Regions from separate parts of the Cricetulus griseus genome. Here region 2 is linked to region 1. A link is a contact called in public Hi-C data. All regions are on one chromosome and are shown on one strand. Each heading gives the region's core, a stretch centred on a gene start, on an enhancer-like site or on the middle of the called end of the contact. The rest is flanking DNA. Distances are from core to core; before and after follow the strand shown.

Region 1 (5,549 bases), core at 87-2,586:
CCGACACCCAAGCATCCCTCCAGTAAATGGGCAGTAATAAAGACATGCTCATCTCCTTTGCCTCCCCCCCTTTTTTTAATTTTCAAAAACTGTTTAATTGAATTGCTCACTTTTTTTGAAAAACAAATGGGCAAAGGATATGAGCCAATCTTTAAAAAAAATGGGCAAAGGAAATGAGCAAGAACACCAAACATACAAGACCATTTAGATTCACAAAACGATGCCCTATTTCCTTAGCAATCGGAGGAGCACAAGTTGAAACAGGGTGAAACTCTCCTTTCAGGAAATGAGTAATGCTAAGTCATCATCCATCGGGCCCCAGGTCTCGGATGTCCCTTCCTTCAGGAGCCGGTTCTGACTCCCAGGCTGGGTCAGGTGCTCTCCCTAACTAACTAACTAACCGGGTCTCCGCGTCCTCTGGACTCGCCCCTGCCGGCCCTGCCCATTCTGGGCTGTCCCTGTCTGGGTGGGAGCAGGCACGTCTGGCTGGCCTCTGGACTGCAGCCCTAGGGGAGTGCCAGCCGTGGCTCGCAGCCGCATGCAGTCATGCACGCAGGTGGGGAAGGGCTCGAACCCGTGAGTCAGTGTCAGCGGGCTGAGTCTCTGCTGCTTTTTGCCTTCCCCTCGCCCTCTCCCGTTTGCTCTCTTCTTCACCGAGCCCTGTCTGGAATCTGGGGACACGGGAAGCACTCAGCGGGGCCTTCCCAGACTCCCGGGCACCGAGATGCTCGCCCCGCCCCGCCCCGCACCTCCACGGTCCTCCAGGACCATAGAGAGCGGCGCCGACACCGTGCCTCTCCGCTCTACCTCCCCGGGGGAGCAGCGAGACGAGCGGCGGGCCAGAGAGGCCGGAAGTGAGTGCAGCCCGGGGTTGTGCTGGCCGCGCTGGCGGTGTGTCGCCTCTATCCCCCTCGTTGTGTTTGCGTCCAGGCCTCCCCGGGAAAGAGCCGCTGAGAGTTTGACAGACCTGAGACCGACAGGTAGGGCCGAGAGGGGCGGAGGAGCCGAGGGGGTGGGGCGGAGGCCGCGGGCGGATGATTGGCAGAGGAAGAGGCCAATCGTTGCCCAGGCTGAGACAAGGCCGAGACTGGGCGGGGCCAGGGCTGCCAGGTGTGCCTCTGGGGGCGGGGCCAACCGTCCCGGAGCCAGTCTGGGGGCGGGGCGATATGACAGTGGGCGGGGAATGCACGGTGCGTGGGCCAATCCGGAGCGGGCAGGCTGAGAGGGGCGGGCTCACGGGCGGGGCTTGTGGAACCTAAGGCTACTGGAAGCAGGCAAGGTTTTGGGGCGGCCCGCTGTGAGCGGAGCTCCCCTCGGGAGGATGGAAGTGCCCACCCCGGTGTCGCCGCGCCTCTCAGGCCCCAGATGGACCTTGGGAAAGCCGAGGGAAGCCTGCCGCAGCCCACCAGGAAGAAGTTTGTGATCCCACTGGAAGACGAGGCCCCTCCTGCAGGGGTAAGGGCGAGGGCTTGGGGGACCCCCGGGGTTTGAGTTGTTTTGGAAAAGCAGCCTGCTGTCCTCTGCAAGCCTCGGTTTCCCCATCTGTAAAGTGGGGTGGCAGGGTGGTTAAGAGAGGGCTAAGTTAGAAGCTGTCGGCTGGCAGCTAGCCAATGGCCAGTGATGATGGCTTTTGTTTGGTTTTGGTCTTTGAGGTTGGGTCACGTGTTTCCTGGGCAACGCTTAAAATTAGTTATGTAGCTGAGGTTGGCTTTGAACCTATTTTTCCAATCTGACCCCCCCTAGTTCTGGGATTACAGAAATGGGCCATGCTGGATTTAATATATATATTAATATATATAATTTATACATTATATTATCTATTATATTATCTATTATATATCATATAATATATAATCATATAATATAATATCATATAATATATAATATAATATATTATATTATATATATAATATATATATTTTTTATGTGTGTAGATGTTTCGCCTGCACATATGTGTGAGCACTGCGTGCATGTAGGCCTGCAGAGACCAGGGGCTGGCAACTGGAGAGAGAGTGTTGTGAGCTGCCATGGTGGTGCACCACCACCGCCCGGCTAATTTTTCTTTCAGACAGGGTCTCAGGTAGCCCAGGCTGGCCTTAAACTTACCACATCAGTGAGTACGACTTGACCTTGTGATCCTCCTGCCTCTGCCTCCCAGGTCTGCCTGGCTCACCCAGAGCTTCGGCACGCACTGCACCCACTGAGCCAGAACCCCAGCCTTGTTTTGAGTTCTTAGGCCCCCCCCCCCAGCATGTGGAAGAAGAAGAAGGATGAGAGTCGGAGAGGAAGGTGAGGGTTCCAGTGTTCCTTCACAGCCCCCAGCCTTCCTTTCTGCCCACAGGCCAAGCCCTTATTCAGATCCTCACGGAACCCCAGCACCACGGCCCCCTCGGTCCCAGCGGCCCCTCAGACGTACGCCGAGTATGCCATTGCCCAGCCTCCAGGAGGGGCTGGGCCCACAGGGCCCACAGGCTCTGAACCTGTGAAGGGAGAGAACCCCGGCCAGACGGTGAAAACGGGAGCGAAATCCAATAGCATCCTTGTGAGCCCCCGGCAGGTGAGCAGGGTTTCTGGTGGGAAACCCCGTTACAGGGGTTAGTGTTGGGATCAGTGGAAGGAGGTCTGGGGCTCACACACTGTTCTCAGAAGTACTGTTTGTTCCTTCCTTCACTCATACATTCATCACTTCTTTCATTTGCCAATTCCTTCCTGAATTCATTCATTCATTCATTCATCCATTCCTTCATATGGATACCTCACCATCCATGCATTCATTGATGGCTTGTGGGTGGAGAGCGCCCCAGGGCCTCAGCGCTGCTCCTGTCCCCCGGGTTGTTCATTTAGTTAGAGCCTGTAGGGAGAGCACTCCACACAAGGACAAGCTGTCTGTGTGGGTGCTGGGGATCCCCCCTCAGGTCTACCTTTTACTGTTAAAAAACAGTAAAAACCCCTTCACCAGTGGAGCCCCATAATTACCTATTTATTTAGAGAAAGGTTCTCACTATGTAGCCCTGGTTGGCCTGAAACTCACTAAGTCCCCATGCAGACCAGGCTGGCCTCGAACTCACAGAGATCCACCTGCCTCTGCCTCCCAAGTGCTGGGATTAAAGGCGTGTGCTACCACCACCACCGCCCGGATCACACCCAGCTTTATAATGAAGGGTTTTGATATCTGGGTAGCTCCAATGAATTCAGGCATCCATTCGTCCCTGTGTATGTTGTGTGTCCATTCTTTAACCCTTCCATGCCTGGGGTGTCGTGACATGGGAGAGGACATAGCACTCAGCTCCCGCTTTCCTCCACACCCCCACCCTCTGGGACTCCCATGCACCCAGCTACAAGGAAGCTCTTGAATTTGGTCCTTCTGGGGTATGGCAGATTATGTCCTAGGCCGGATCGGTGCCATCCCTAGCTACTGGTATACACTGAGCCTTGAGCTCCTCCCCAACCCTTAACTCTGAGCATGGGTCCCCTGTGTAGGAGTATCTGTTCTGGACCAAACGGGAGCCACTATGAGTCACCCGGGACAACACAAGTGTTCCCATCCCTCAGGAATCCCACAGGGCTTAGGAATTCCATGCCAGATGCTATCTGTCACCCAGGAAATTCCAGAAGTCTTAAGAATGGGGTCAAGGTGCAGATAGCAGAACCAAAGGCCATCGCTGTGTCCCATCCACAAGGGCTTCAGGAGAGCCAGATCTGGAACCAGGGGTCAGAGCCTGTGTCCCCGGCATGGATTAGAGCTCGGCTTGTCCAATCAGTTTCAGTCCCAGGCTGTTGAGGATGTCTGGGAGCACAGCAGGGAACCTGAAGAGGCCATGTTTAACAGCCAGCTTCGTTCTGGGGACACTGGGGAGCCATGCAGAGCTTAGCTGATGCCTCTGGTTCTCATTTGCAGGGTGGCCACGAGGTAGTGTGTGTGTGATGGTGGCCTCGGCCAGGGAGGTGCTGTGGTGTCGGAAGAGGGGGTGTTGACAGGGTGCAGATTCCACCAGAGGAGGGGGAAGTGGTGATGGAGAGGCCCGAGGTCCTGGGAGCCGGGTGCCCCCTAAGGGAGCCACTATGGATGTTGCAGAGGTCAGAGTGAGGGCTGGCAGAAAGCAGACAGACAGCAGGATGGATTGCCGCCGGGACGGAGGCTAAAGTGTATCTGGGGGGGGGCTGTGATGAAGGCCTGGGGAGGGGTGGGGAGAGGTAGGGGAGGGGCTAGCCGCCGCCTTCTTAGTTCAGGTGTTACCCCATAAGCGGCTTCTGCCTGTCTCCCTTGGCAGAGGGGCAACCCTGTGTTGAAGTTCGTGCGCAACGTGCCCTGGGAATTCGGCGAGGTGACCCCTGACTATGTGCTGGGACAGAGCACTTGCGCCCTTTTCCTCAGGTGAGCTCCGGGGGCCTCCGAAGGTTAGAGTCCTGCCCCACAATTTCAGCATTTTGAGCCGTTCTGTGGGCAAGTTGTGGTGATTCAGTGTGGTGGGCTCTGGGCCTGTTCATGGCTCTGTGTTGAAGAAGGGTTTGTGGCCAGAGTAAGAGTAGCTGGGCCCCAGGGGGTGAGGGAAGAAGGCCTGGACGCTGGGTCTGAAGAAGGGAGGAGACCTGAGCTCTATATTCCTGGCCCTGAGGTAGCAAGGTCCTGCCTTGAGGGAAGAAGTCGAGTGTCTGGCCTCCCAGAACACCACAGCCAGGCTGCCTTTACCTGCCATGACCCCACCTTGAAATCCATCCCTGTTGGTTGACTTCCCTGGGCCCTGGCAACACCGTCCCCCTTGCTGTGCTAATATTAGAGTCTCAACTTCTGCATGCCAGGGAGATGCATAAGGACACCTGGGCCTCGGGGGCACTGAGCCCCTCACACTTGTCCCCTTCCCTGTCTCCACCAGCCTCCGCTACCACAATCTCCATCCAGACTACATCCACGAACGGCTGCAGAGCCTGGGGAAGAGCTTTGCCCTGCGTGTGCTGTTGGTCCAAGTGGATGTGGTGAGCAGGGCTGTCTCGGCTGGCCTCCCTCTTTCCCTCCGTGCAGCTGCGGCATGGAGTTAATGCACGGGCTGCTGAATGCCTTTTAAGACAAAATACCTAAAACCGCAACGAAGAATGGATTTTCAGCTGAAATTGCTATGGGTTTCCCGGAAAGCCTTCGTGGGCTGGGAGGTGGGAAGGGAAAGTTGCTAGAACCAGACATGATGGTGCATCCCAGTCATCCAATCTCAGCCCTCTAGAGGCTCAGGCAGGGGAATCATGAGTTCCCGAGTCTGCCTGGGCTACAACGGGACTTAGACTCCAATAAAAATAAAAGATAGGATTCCTAGCTCAGCAGGAGAGCCCCTGCCTAGACTCTCCCAGGAGTGGGCTTTGGGTATGGCTGCATGGTAGAGCCCCTGCCTAGATTCCCCAGTGAGGGGCTGGGGGTGTGGCTCAGTGGTAGAGCCCCTGCCTAGAATCCCCCAGTGAGGGGCTGGGGGTGTGGCTCCATGGTAGAGCCCCTGCCTAGAATCCCCCAGTGAGGGGCTGGGGGTGTGGCTCAGTGGTAGAGCCCCTGCCTAGAATCCCCC
Region 2 (4,964 bases), core at 40-2,539, 42 kb before region 1:
TGTGGAGGGAGTTGGCGGCAGAAGTGGGCTATGACACCTCCCATGCCTTTGCCTCAGTTTCCCTGGCGGAAGCGCGCCGCGGGGAAGGGCGCCGTGGGGAAGGGCGCCGTGGGGAAGCGCGCCGTGGGGAAGCGCGCCGTGGGGAAGGGCGCCGTGGGGAAGCGCGCCGTGGGGAAGGGCGCCGTGGGGAAGGGCCGCGCGTGGGGAAGAGGCGCGCCGGGGAAGGGCGCCGTGGGGAAGGGCGCCGTGGGGAAGCGCGCCGCGGGGAAGGGCGGCCTCCGGCGGCGTCACCCGCACGCCCCGGGGACGCGGTGCCTGGGCCCGGCTCGCTCGGCGCCCGATTAACCGGGCTGCGCACAAAGCCTGCAGTTCCACGGGGGAACAGCAGGTGTCGCCCGCGGCCGCCCGCGCTCCATCAGCCCCTACGGGAGCCTCCCGCGTCCCTCGCAGAAAAACTCGAATTCCGCCACGAAGGGGCTTCCGAGTGTCGCACGAGGAGTTTTTCTTTCTCAAAACGAAATCAAACAAACAAACAAACAAATAAAAACGGACTTCTCACTTTGCCAAAAGTACCGTTTCTGTACAGCCGGGGAGGTAGGCACGGTAGGCGCCGCTTCCCAGCATGCAAGGCGCTATGCAAATGAGGCTACTTATTGTAATCTAGTGGGATAATTCGCGGCATATTTGTAAAGAAAAGCATGTTTTCGCTAAAACATGTGAGAAGAATGTTGAAAATACTAGAATTGGTCGTGTGTTATTAAAAAAAGTAGTCACCACAAGTGTAAAAATTTCTGTTTTTTGACCTTTATATATGTGTCCGAAAATACATACTTCTGCCCGGATGATCTCCAGTGGTCTGGGGTGCAGGCTTCAAACCTGTAGCTGTTTAGCGACAGAGTGGTTCAATTCCACCTTTCGGGCGGGAGTATCTATCCCATTTTGCTTCCTGCAACCGGTACTATGTGACAAACTCCTCTAAATCCCCCTCTATTCGTATTTATTCCTCTTCGTAATTACTTTTTTCCGGTCCCGGAAGGATCCAACACATCTCAGAAGTGTATTTAAATTTGTCTTCTACAGTTCTAGCGTATTCCTGTCTGTCTCTGATGTCTCTCCCTCAACGATTTATTTATTATTCATCCAGTCATTTGCTCGATTATGTATTTAATCATGCGTGCAGCTCTTAGTCATATATTTGTTCATTTGTTCACTCTGGCTCAGTCCTGTCTCTCTATTTGAGCTGTATGGATGGGGACACAGTTGTGATCACACCCTTAGCCCTGGTCTCATGAGGTTAACCAGGCCAGTGGAGAAGACAGCACTCAAGCCATATGGCCAGGAGGCCTGACCAGGGTGACCTTGAGACATACTGGATGGATGACAAGGCCTGACAATGGGGACACTGAGGCTCGAGCAAATGTCTTCTCTTTTTCAAGGTCACCAGAAGTCCCCGGCCACCAGACTGGTGGTGCACCCCCCCTCCCTCCAGTGATTTCTCCTTCCCAGACTTTCTGTTAACGAAGTGACATGTACTCTGCCTCCTCCATGTGTCTTGGATCCTTTCTTTCCCATTCTGGGTCCCCCTCAGCCTCACAATGTCTCTTCTAGCTACTCTCAGTCTGGGGAATAGAAAACACCACCTAACACTAACTTTCCCCTGCTTCTCGTCTTCCCAAACCTGCTATGGACATCCAGTGTTCTGAATATATTCTTTCCCCGCCGTAAAGTCTCCCAGACCCTTCAACATCAGCATCTCACAGCTGACAACCTGCCCCTTTTCCAGCAGGCGACACAGCCTGGAGACAGGGGAAGTCCTCCCGAGTGTCAGCTTTCCTTTTATCCAGCTATAGGCTGATTTGTTAGGTGCCTAGCAAGTGCCTGTGACGGCTTCCTGGCAGTACAAATCCATTCTGTCTTGTTGAAAGCCATGTAATAGGTGCCCAGGGAAAATACACACTTTGACCTGATGGATACATTTTTTTTAAGCTTTTTTATTGGCGACAGTGCAGAACCAAGGGGGGAGGGGAGCTGCCCAGTGCTAGACTGCCCCAGCACCCCCGGGGTCAGGTGCAAAATACAAAAACCAACAACAACAACAAAATCACAAATACAACATGAGTGGGGAGCTATGGAAGGCCCTTCTCCTGATCATACACGTCCATCCAGAATTCTCCACGATACAAATTGTAAAAATCTACGACCCGTTCACACTTATTCAAAAAGTAAAATTTCATGTCCCCAACACACCCGGAGGGGACAGACAGAAGGACGATCAGGGCCAGTGAGAGAGGAGACATGTTGGAAGTGGTCAGAGCGAAACAGATGGAGAAAGGACTTGTCTCCAACAGCCAGAGGGGCTGGGACAACAAAAAAACAGTGACAGTTATGGAAGGGGCAGCCGGAGAGTCTGACTCGAGTTCCCAGAAGCGATTTCGAACTCCACAGCACACTTGCAGACGAGGAAACGCGTACGCACGCACACACGCGCACAGACACACACGCACACAGACACTCATATATAATATATTTATCTATACATAATAGATATAAGTGCTTTTCGGGAACCAGGGAAGGGATAAATAGCTTGGCTGGGGTTAGGGTTGGAACCGAGGACCCAGGACGGGGTGTGGAATGTGTTCCATGCAGAACATGGGGAGTGGGGGGGCTGTAGGGCCCTTCTCCCCAATATTAAAAAATAGAAATCTGACTCGTGGAATTCTCACGAGGTGAAAGCTGGAGGGAGGAGCCAGAACCCATATTTGGGGCTGGAGGAGGTGGATGGGGTGGGACAGCGGGAACTCAGTCCCCTCTTTATGCCAGTCCAAAAAATATTTGGGGGTTCAAATATCAAGGGTAGGGGGAGCCAAAGCCTCAGCCCTGAAAACTTCTCTGGAAATTGCCTCGACCTCTGTGAGAGGATGTGGGGCTCCCAGGGTGGGGAGAAGTTGGCGTCCTAGGCTGGGGAAGGCGCGAGGCCTTGGAGAAAAAGGCCTGGGGCCTGAGCAAGAAGCCCACCGGGGTGCATCCCCGTCACTCCTGTAAGTCTAACTCCCTGTCGAGGGGAGGAAGGAGGCAGTTGGAAGAAGAAGAAGAAGAAGAAGAAGAAGAAGAAGAAGAAGAAGAAGAAGAAGAAGAAGAAGAAGAAGAAGAAGAAGAAGAAGAAGAAGGGGAGGCCCAAGGAAGGCTTTGAAGGGTTGGGGGGGGTTCAATCCCACCCGGCGCACCCCACAATCCGGCCGCTCATTCACAGTATAAAGCGCTCCAGCAAGACGGGCGTCGCAGCGCCCCCTGCTGCCCGAAACCAGAAAGGCCCAACGAGGACGGCCAAGGCGGCTGGGGGGTCGGGGGGGGGGGTGAGGGGGACTCGGCCTAATACTGCACAGGGGTGTGCTGGGGCCTGAGATGGGAGGGGCTTTGCAGCAGATGAGAAAAAAAATAATAATAAACATCCAACCCGAGCCAGTTTTTCCAGGAGGGAAAGCCTGGACAGGACAGTCAGATAGGGGGGTTCACATTTTGGAGTCATGGGGAAGTGGGGTTAGCAGACTCCCAAAGCGGGCACCGACTTCCCTCGGGGCAGGGGGTGGGGGGTGGGGGCTCAACTTGTCCCGGAGGAGGTGAGGTCGTGACCTCTTGGAAATGTTGGGTTAATCAGCTAAGGCCCGGAGGGAGCCTAAGAGAGCTACCTTGGTCACCCACCCTGCGCCCTAGAGGGTGGGTGGGGGGAATGAGAGGGGCAGGGCTGTCATTTCCTCGTTGGGCCTCTCTGGGGGTGCATGCCAGCTCATACACAAGCCCACCCTGCACCCCGCACCCAGCACCCTTTCCCCTGCAGCCTCACGCAAGACGCCAAAAGTGGGCGTCACATCCCACCCACCCATCCATCCATCCATCCACCCATCCATGCCCACAAGTTGGGTTGAAGTGACAAGACCATTAGACATCTGAAAGAGGGGTGTCCATGCCCGCCCCACCCCCTGTCCCCAAAGTCACCAGCTCTCCGGCCTCTCGCCGGGGCACAGAAACCAGAGGCGGAGGACGGAGCGGAAAACACAAAGGAGGTCCTTGCATCCTTCCATCAAGTCCGATGGCAGAGGCTGAGCAGGCAGCAGGCAGCAGGCAGGCAGGAGAGCCGAGGGGTGCTCACACACCCCCGATTGCTCCTTCCCCTCCTCTCCTCCTCCTCTTCCTCCCTCACCTCCTCCTCCTCCTCCTCCTCCTCCTCCTCGTTCCTTGCGGGTTTGTTTGTTTTGTTTGTCTAAAGAGTTCACAGAGCGAGAAGGGAGGGCGAGTTCAGGGGGTCGGACGGCTGCTCGCTGCCGCTGCTGGTGCGTTGGGCGCCGGCGGCGAATGCGGAGACTTCCGGGCAGGTGAGGACAAACGAGGAAGTGTACGAAGGGCTAACAACGGGGAAGGGGTCGCCGAGGACTTGGACTTCACTGTGTGTAAAGAGAGAAGCCGTCAGGTTGGGGGGTGCGTCTCGGCTGGTCTGGAAGGGCAGGGGCGGTGGTGGAGGGGGCGGCAGCAGCCAGCCGAAGCCGTCTTCCTTAGCGGATGTTGACCCTGGCAAATCTCTCACCTCGGCCAGCGGGCCTGGCCCCGGCCCCTCTTCATAGGGGATCTTGCAGCCCGGTTTGTGGGCCACCAGGACAAACTCCAGACGTTCCTTCTCTTTTTGCAGCTCGGCGATCTCCGACTCCAGCTCGGCCTTTTCCTCTTCCAGCTGATCCGTTTCCTGATGGAGCCCAAGCAGGGCCAGGTCATAGGAGACAGAGAGGAAGGGACACGGTCAGCGACCACACAAGCTGCCTCACCCACCCCGCACACACATCCTAGATGCTGGCCTTCTCAATCGAGGGGACCCCCCACCCCAGAGGGACTCCTGGTGGACGGTGCTATTTGGAGCCTCAGTTTCTCCCATCTGAGCAAGAGACGGTTGGGGGAAAGCCAGGCTGGGATGGAAG

What was found. Hi-C and Micro-C count contacts between places; a contact is called where the count stands out from the background.
Region 2: a contact with region 1 is called in a Hi-C map of the CHL-YN cell line, with 2.8 times the contacts expected there. The contact joins the enhancer-like site here to the promoter of Ercc1 in region 1. A contact is called at or near these places in 5 of 8 Hi-C or Micro-C datasets (the CHL-YN cell line, the CHO-K1 cell line, fibroblasts and 1 more).

The regions. Positions count from the first base shown.
Region 1 is chr9:28,009,914-28,015,462 of CriGri-PICRH-1.0, reverse strand. Ercc1 (ERCC excision repair 1, endonuclease non-catalytic subunit) reads left to right here and starts at 1,336. Exons shown (of 9, transcript NM_001246804.1): 1 at 1,336-1,455; 2 at 2,342-2,557; 3 at 4,272-4,375; 4 at 4,875-4,974. The coding sequence starts at 1,366.
Region 2 is chr9:28,052,471-28,057,434 of CriGri-PICRH-1.0, reverse strand. Fosb (protein fosB) reads right to left here. Exons shown (of 4, transcript XM_027430921.2): 4 at 3,124-4,735. The coding sequence ends at 4,268. Among named protein-coding and RNA genes, the nearest start is that of Fosb, 6.5 kb to the right of the region's middle. Within about 2 kb of position 1,289, at least 2 of the 6 cell types and tissues checked have open chromatin away from gene starts, as enhancers often do. A contact at or near this core is called in fibroblasts, where this site is marked.